Linked DNA regions of Gossypium arboreum: region 1 is linked to region 2. A link is a contact called in public Hi-C data. All regions are on one chromosome and are shown on one strand. The core of a region is the stretch at or near the end of the contact, and the rest is flanking DNA. Distances in the headings are between cores, read along the strand shown. Region 1 holds the start of LOC108457616. Region 2 holds the start of LOC108457862 (probable ADP-ribosylation factor GTPase-activating protein AGD6).

Region 1 (4,305 bases), core at 1,154-3,653, 630 kb before region 2:
TACGGATACATTGTTTTCAAAACAACAGGAATGAACAAAGCAAAAACCCTTAACTAGGTGATATCTGAGGCAAACTTTGGGACATTTTATTATATAAGGAATGTGATATTTAAAACTGTACTTTTTTGCATATAAGCAAAACTCAATTTTCCTTTTTTCTTAGATAAGTGGAAACATAAAATATTTGTCTAGTTTTAATGACATATCATGTCATCTACCACTTTTAAATCTGTTTTAAACCTAAACCATATATATATATATATATATATATATATATTGATTCTTTTAGTTAGAAAATAAATATTAGAAGTCGATTGTAATTTATCTTTTACTTAAAATAGATAAATTTATTTATATATGTTAGATCAAAAAGTAAACTGATTATTTTGTTAATAAATTTAATCAATTTTACTATTAAAAACTAGTCTATATATATATGCATGGGGTATGCATGACACGTCACATGTCACTGTCTGTTTATGATCTAACATATATAGATTAATTTACTCATTTTTTTGAGTGGAGAGATAAAACCATAATCTAACTCTTAGTACAAATACTTTCATAATATTTTTACCAAAAATATTTCATTATTACTTTATTTCCTAATTTTTATTATTTATAAATGAAAATATTCCCTTGCATGTTAAATATTCAATTATAAAATAAATTTCATGTTGATTCCATTCCACAATTCCTTACTTTGCCTCTATTTATAATCTTTGGTGAGTTGCCTTTACATATGTGAGATAGGATTGATAGGCACACCCACCATTAAAAAAGAGTGGAACAGTGGAAACACTTTCTTCATTAGCCTTTAACCATTTATCGACCAAATCCACGAAATTTATCAAAATAAGTGAAGAAAACAACAAAATAAAAGATCTCAAAAGATATTCATCAATTACTTATAAATCTCTATACAATGTGATGTTACTTATTATTAAAACCAATTAAATTAAAGGTAAATTAGTTTACTAATTTTTAAGGTACTTTTATTTTGGTCATTTAAAATGAAATTATTGTAATTTAGTCATTCAATTTTCATAGTACTTTCATTTTAGTTACTTAGCTAGTAAATCTCTTGCGAGTTAACTTATACACGTCATATCATATTCACATTTTAATTTTGGTCACCCAACTTTTAGGTCTTTTTCATTTTAGTCACAAAAAAATTCCTTTTAAAAGCATTGATTAGGTAAAAAAATAAAAAAGTAATATATTAAAATTTGTCAAATTATAATTGTTTATCATATTGCGAAAATTTTAATTTTAAAACATAAAATCAATTAAATAAATTATTGAATTTTTTTATACCTTAAAATTTTATATTTCAAAACATAATGTTAACCAATTTGTTCTGTAATATTTAAATTAATTAAATTAATCTCTTTTAAATTTTATTTTATCTTTTCATATTATTTTAATTAAATTAACTCGATAACTCATATTTGATAATTGTGTGTGAAGTTTAAATTTATTTTGATTGTATAATATCAAATCTTTCATACTAAGTTAAGCTAAAAGAAAAGAAAAATCATTACAATTAATTAAATTAATTGTTTGTTCTTCGTTGGGTAAAAGAATGATGAAAAATTCTGCATTTGTTTGCCATGGAAGATAAAATTAATTGATTTGATTAATTGTAAGGATTTTTTTTGCTTTTAGCTTAGTATGAAAGACTTGATATCATATAATCAAAAGAATTTTGGGTTTTATGTACAATTAGTAAAGATGTTTTATTTGAGTTGGTTTTTGAAAACATAAAATAAAATTTTAAGATTTAAAAGGAGACTAAATTAATTCATTTAATTATTTTCAATATTATAATAACTAATCGTTTGACACTATTAAGGTATAAAATATTTTCAATAACTTATTTAATTGATTTTAATGTTTTAAAATTTAAAATTTCAATATTGAAAAAAATTAGAACTTTCAGCAAGGGATAAACAAGTACAATTTGATAATTTTTAAAGCATTCTTTTAATTTTTACCATTTTTTCACATTAATCTTAATTTTTTTAACTACTCAATATTAGGAAATAGGATATTTTTTGGGACAAAAATGAAAGCAACTTAGAAGTCAGGTGACTAAAAATGAAAGTATAAACTTGATATGATGTGTATAAGTTAGCTGCCTTTAGAGATTTAACAATTGTGTGACAAAAATTAAAATGGCCTAAAAATCGAGTGACAAAATTGTAAAGATTTTATTTTTGGTCACTCAAGATTAAAATGATCTAAAAATTAGGTAATTTTCGTTTAAATTAATCTATTTGCAAGTATAATATTAAAATTAATTAATATAATTTTTTAAAGATGATGATATGGTAAAGAGAGGATTTTATTTTCATTAATATAAAATAATATTCAAATAAAAGGAAAAAAAAGAGGGGGAAAAAGGGGGGGTGGGGAAGAAAAGAGAAAATGAAAAAGATAAGTAATACCTGGTTGCAGGGAACCGTGGAGTATTGACCTCTAAAAAAGATGACACTGGAAAAAAGTGTAGCGTTACCGTTAAGTAACAGCGAGTTGAATCGGTGGTATCTGGTGTAGGCTTTTACTGACGAAAACCTCTCTATATTTCGATGTTGCTTACAATTCTGTTTCTCTCCTCATTCACTTGTTTTTTTTTTTGCTTCTCATTTCTCTTTTTTTTTTCTTTTCTCCTTTACGGCAAAACAAAGGAAGAAAACGAGAAAGTGTAAACGTATAATAGAGGGAAGATAAAGAACAATAATAAGTACGGAACAAAAGGGAAAAAATGGTCTGTAAGGTTGTGGAAGATGATGATTTGGTGGAGATTAGCATGATAATCGTTCGTAGAGGTCACTCTTCTTCTCGATTCCTCGATGCTTATCCCAAAAGGTACACTTTTAAGATCCCTTCATTTCTCTTCTAGAAAAAATTCCTTTTCTTTTTAAAAAAGTTGGTTTTTTTTCGTGGAAAAAGAAATAAGAATTGTTTCTTTTTTTGATGTTTTTGATTCAGTTTTTCCCACCTGTGTTTGGAGGATTTGGGGAGATTCTAGATAGTGTTAGATAATGTCTTTCTTTAGCAGCTTTTTGATAGGAAAATCTCTGTCTCTCTCTATAATCAGGTAGAGATTGAAGAGATTTTTTTTCTCTGTTTTTTTTTAAAATATTTGTTTCAAATGAATGTTCTTTTTGTTGTATTTTAGTAAGTTAGGGTTATTGGATTGATATAGTTTTGTTAATTTCTGTGAATTTTTGTGCGGATTGTTGTTTGTTCTGATGGATAAATTTTAGGGTTTTGATGGAAGGGAGATCATGTGGTGACTGATATGATGATGATGGTGTTCATAACGTTGTTGTTTTGTTGAAATCTTCGTTTTCGGGGGGGCAAAAATGGAAAAAATTAAACCACCAACAGCAGTACTTACCTTCTTCAACCGGATAAGCTGAAATGGGAGATTCTTTGCTCACAGCCTTGTTAATGGAAAATCATCACCCTTCCACCCTCTTATCTATGGATTCAAGTGCTTCTTCTCATGATGAATTGGATTTGGAAATGAATAGGCAAACTGTTCTTTCTCGGCCGCCTGATATCAATTTGCCTCTCTCCGCCGAGCGTAGCCCTCCCCCACAGCCATGGAATTCAGACCAGTGTGATATTTTGGATGTTGGGCTCAGTTCACAAGCATTTGAGATTGAGAGCTACCTTGCTGCACCCAAAGCGGAACGAAAGTTTGCCAAGCGGGTAGACAGCATATGGGGTGCTTGGTTATTCTTTAGCTTTTACTTTAAGCCTGCTTTGAATGACAAATCAAAGGGCAAGATTATTCGCGATAGCAACGGTGTTTCTGGTTTTGACAAATCAGATCTGAAGTTGGATATTTTTATGGTTCAACACGATATGGAGAATATGTACATGTGGGTTTTCAAGGAGAGACCCGAGAATGCTCTGGGTAAGATGCAACTCAGAAGCTACATGAATGGCCATTCTCGCCAAGGAGAGCGTCCATTTCCGTTTAGTGTGGATAAAGGATTTGTCCGTTCACACAGGATGCAACGGAAGCAATACAGAGGATTGTCAAACCCCCAATGTCTACATGGGATTGAGGTTGTTCCAGCACCAAATCTCATGGCTGTGAGTGAGGAAGACCGGAAAAGGTGGATGGAGCTTACTGGAAGGGATTTAAACTTTACAGTTCCACCTGAAGCGAGCGATTTTAGTTCATGGAGGAACCTTCCAAACACAGATTTTGAGCTAGAGAGGCCTGTTCCTCCTCCTTCAATAAAGAGTGTTTCAAATTCTCACTCAAAAAAACTTCTTAATGGA
Region 2 (4,601 bases), core at 1,589-4,088:
AAAAGTTTAAAAACATTAATAATAACCCCCCCCCAAAAAAAAAAAAAAATATATATATATATATATATCAGAGTAACTACTGAAGGTTGGTATAAATCAATTATAACAAAAGGGATGAAAAAAAAGATATATAGTCGGTACATATCAAAAACAATTTTGAATTTCATTTCACAAATAATGTTTTTACTTACAACCAATCCTCTTCCCAATTTGGGCAAATTTAGCATTTTCTGTCCACAGCTTTACAAATATAAACTACTTTCAAACATGAAGATTACGTAAGAAATTACATTAGTAAAATCTTTTGAAAGATAAGAGCAAAACAGAAGAAGAAAAAAAAAACAGGTAAAAGAGTTGCTAAAGATACACTAACTTCACGAAAAGCATTCCCCTTCATTTGGTGATCCAATTCACCAACAATTTTCTTAGCAGCTCTATTAAGTTATATCCAAACCCCGTATGCATTGTCCGAATAGAAATCAATTGTGCGCTTGTGACCCTTTGTTGGTAATTAATATAACTATAACATAATTCAAGTTCAACCTGACTACACACCAAACAATTTCATTTATATATTAGAACGCATATAGAAACTAATAATCTAATACTATATAGGAAATACGAATGAGGATATATATGAGAAATTAACCTTAAAGAAAGCCTCCACCCGACCATGTGGCATCTGATTTTCCATTGTCACCAACAGCTCTTTTATTAGATGCGCCATTATAGAAATTATCATATCCATCATCCTTGGCTTCGTCCCAACCAGCCCAACCATCATTGCTATGAGAAGTCGTCACCTCTGTAGTACCTTCCTTCCTGTTGTCTTTAGTGTCCCAGTCATCCCAAGAACTAGAGGTACAAGAGTTAGAATTCCCACCAGAGGAGGATTGTCCTCCAGAAGTAGAATTCCATCCTTTATTCCCCTGGTTAGAGCCCTGATGATGTCCATTCTTCTCACTTTCATTTTGCGGCCAGTTATCATTTTTCCAGTTCATGCCATCTTTTGCGTACTCCTCAACCTTTTGTGAAGCTAATGCCATGACTCCTTTCACGATCCCCCATGTTCTATGGCCAATCTCAGTTGTCTTTGCAGTGACAACGCTGACAGTTTCGTTAACCTTGGTATCATAGCCAACGTCTTTAACCTGCAAAAAGAAAAGGTGATCATGCCCCAGCATATGTAACTCCAAATCCACATACCATATTTTTATAAATAGAAATACGAGGAAGCAAATCCATCATGTTATACTATAACATCAGCAGCTCAGCCAAATGAAATGCCAAAAAAACAGCAACATGTTTTTGAACATTTAAAAGGGCACAGAAAAAAAAAAAAAAAGCAAACTAGTAGCTAAGTAATCAACTGAATAGTAGGTTAAATGGAGTGAAAGTTATTTTCCTATTTCGTTTGGAGTTTGGAAGATTCGCATTCGAACATAGATAATACAGATTCAACAGCAGAGAATATGTCATAAGTAAATGAAAATGTCAACTTGGAAAACCGTCGTAATAGAACTCAAAATCCAAATTCAAAAAGACAAAAAAAATAAAATAAAATAAATACCTTGGAGGTGAACTCCTTCGTTCCTGCTTGGACAACACTTGCAGCAGATTGGGCTGCGGATGCAGCTACTGATGATAACATCCCAATCCCCTGCACCAAAGACAAATTCAACGAATAACAATAAGTATCTATTATCATAAAAAGAAATCACCAATTTCATAAAAAATTATAAAGAAATAATTTCTTAACCTGAGATACAACGGAGAGCACATCCCCCTGAGAATCATCATTCCTCTGGGTAGGCATAGGACTCGATCCAAACCCAACATATTTCCCTCCTTGAGAAGGTGGTAGTCCTTCAGGCCTAGATTCATTCTCTGCCATCTTCCTCGCAAAAAAGCTGTCCTTGTTAGCCGCCGAAGCCTCCAATTCGGATTTCGTGTATATATCCTCCGTGGACCTCGACCTCATCGGAGCACCCCCATGTTTATTCCCTCCTCTAAAATCAGTCGCCGATTGGTTCCTCCTCATATCATTCGAAGATCTAAAAGAATCGTCATTATCCCAACTATCCCACCCTTCATTATTATTTGCATAATTACTGCCCCTGCTACCTCCACCGCTCAACGGAGGCTTTCTACTACCAGAACCTCCGTTGAGACTCTCTTTCACAACAGGTGGATCCCGCCATGAGCGGCCCTCAGCTAGGGCTTGGATACGATCGCGATAAATACTGGCAGCATTAGAATTATATTTGGTAACGATATCCGTTTCTTTCGGAATCCCGTATTGAGCCAAAAAAGCATTGAGCTCCTCGTTACCGCCCGATTCCATTTTCTTGATTTGTATCTCGGACCATGAATCCATGGTAACGGATCGGACGAATGAAATGTGGACACCTAAGCCACGGTGTTTCCCGGAACATTCTAAGCACATGAAAATACCGTAGGAAACCGAAGCCCATTGGGGATTCTTTTGGTTGCAATCGACGCAAGTTCTGTTACCTGGCTGCGATTGGAGGTCGCGTAACCGTCTCGTTGCCGCCATTTTTGAATCCGATCTAAATCGGATTCGGTGAAAGAAAAAGGAATTAGATCGAAAAAGAATTCAGAGAAATGGGTCTATAAAACAAAATCTAGGAAAATGGTCTAAAAAGAGAAAAAAATGAGAAAAAAAATAACAAAAATAATAATGGGAGGCTAAAATTTATTGGGGAGGAAGGAGATCAGCGACACCGTTAAAACATATTTTAGGGGGGAAAGGTTGAGATTGACTGCTGGTGTGGTGTCCTCTTTGTTGTTGAAATACGCGATTTTGAGGGGGTTTTTTATTATTTAAAACTATAATTAATCCCACTTCGCTAGGGTTTTATTTTTTAAAAAATATTTTAATTAGTTAAAATAAATAATACAATGTAAAATTAAATTTATCATAATTATTTATTCATATTTTATGTATTATATTCTATATGAATTTTTAGAAATATTTTAAATCTTATTTTTAATTTATTTTTTATTTGTAATAGGTAAAAATATTTTGAGATAAATTTCTATACATAAACTATGGTTTAATGTGCAAATTGTATATATGAATTTTGATTTTGTATAACTTTATTCATGAAATTTTAATTTGATCCAATTTTTATAAATTATTAACACGTTATTAATATAACATCTTTTATGTTTATATATTGTATACATAAATAATTATATTTATCTAATATTAAAAAATTGATGTATTTATTTCTTTAAATGTATTTATTTCACATATATAATTGTACCAAATTAAAGTTCATATATAAAATTACACATTAAATCAAAGTTCATGTATAAATTTAAGATCTATCCTATTTAAAATATGCACCCATTATTAAATTATATTATTCAAAATAATATAATTAATATATAAATAGATTTATTTAAAAAATCTTGAACATGTATAAGTACGAATACTAAGTCGACATGTAAATTCAAATCAATTTGTGTGAATAGTTAACTTTCATATATATATATATATATATATAATTTAAAATAAACAACTTGTATAATTTTTTCAAGCAGAGTTTATTTGGTTTGATTCGTAATATATATTTAGTTCACAGATGTAAGATTACTTAAAATAAATTTATTATATTGTCTTTTCTATAAAATTTTTGTTTTTTATTTTGTAAAATCACTTATTTTAATATTTTTAGCCTCAAATTTTTCATAAAATTATAATAACTTAATAAATTAATTTTATTATATTTTGATTTTATCAATGAATTACTATTCAATAATTTATTTATATGGTTGATTGATTATTTTAAATATGAAAAGCGAAAAGAAATTAAAATATTTAGAAAATGCATCAATAAGTGAAATTGGCATCTGAATCTGAATCTTAATTTCCATCATCTCCAACCCTAAAAATAAGAATTACCACAACTTGCATCATTTTCCCTATCGGTAAACAAGCCATAATTGTATTAAATAGGTAAAACACTAAAATATTATTATGAATAATAATATTAATATTATGTCAAGAAAAGATTAATAAAATATTAATCAACCAAAATTTATTACATGTACAGCATAATTACTTTTCTAATTTAACTCGGATTTCACACAAGGAAATGAAGTATATAAAGCAATGAGTTTGGTGACAACAAGTAGTTCAAAAAGCAAGAAAAATGGATTTATCTTCATGCCAATTTTACATATTCTACATCACATATATCTTAATCTATATATATTCATTTAAAACATGAAGTAAATATTTGCTTAAAATTACACCATAGTTTTCTTCTCTCTTTTTTTTTATACAAGCCTTATGTTTGTGCCAAAAGAAAGTATTAAATATTATAATATAATAACAAACTTACTTATCAAATAATTTATGTTTTGTGATTTTTTTTCTTTAAAGTTATTTGAACCAGATAGGATCGATTGGATTAGAAATCGATAGGAGTATCGATTTATAGAAGAGTTCTAAATTAATTGATTCGGTAATCAAGATGATTTAACCAAACAAAAAACAATTGAACCATTTTTTAAGAATTTTTAATTAGTTCAATAAAGGTTAAATTGATAAATCAACGACTTAACTTGTT

Evidence for each region. Hi-C and Micro-C count contacts between places; a contact is called where the count stands out from the background.
Region 1: a Hi-C map of leaf shows a contact between it and region 2, with 4 times the contacts expected there. The contact joins the promoter of LOC108457616 here to the promoter of LOC108457862 in region 2. A contact is called at or near these places in 2 of 5 Hi-C or Micro-C datasets (both in leaf).

The regions. Positions count from the first base shown.
Region 1 is chr4:104,125,017-104,129,321 of ASM2569848v2, reverse strand. It overlaps LOC108457616, which reads left to right and starts at 2,403. Exons shown (of 2, transcript XM_017756657.2): 1 at 2,403-2,871; 2 at 3,273-4,305. The coding sequence starts at 3,430.
Region 2 is chr4:103,493,836-103,498,436 of ASM2569848v2, reverse strand. LOC108457862 (probable ADP-ribosylation factor GTPase-activating protein AGD6) reads right to left here and starts at 2,838. Exons shown (of 4, transcript XM_017757049.2): 1 at 1,760-2,838; 2 at 1,571-1,660; 3 at 650-1,151. The coding sequence starts at 2,557. The coding sequence ends at 651.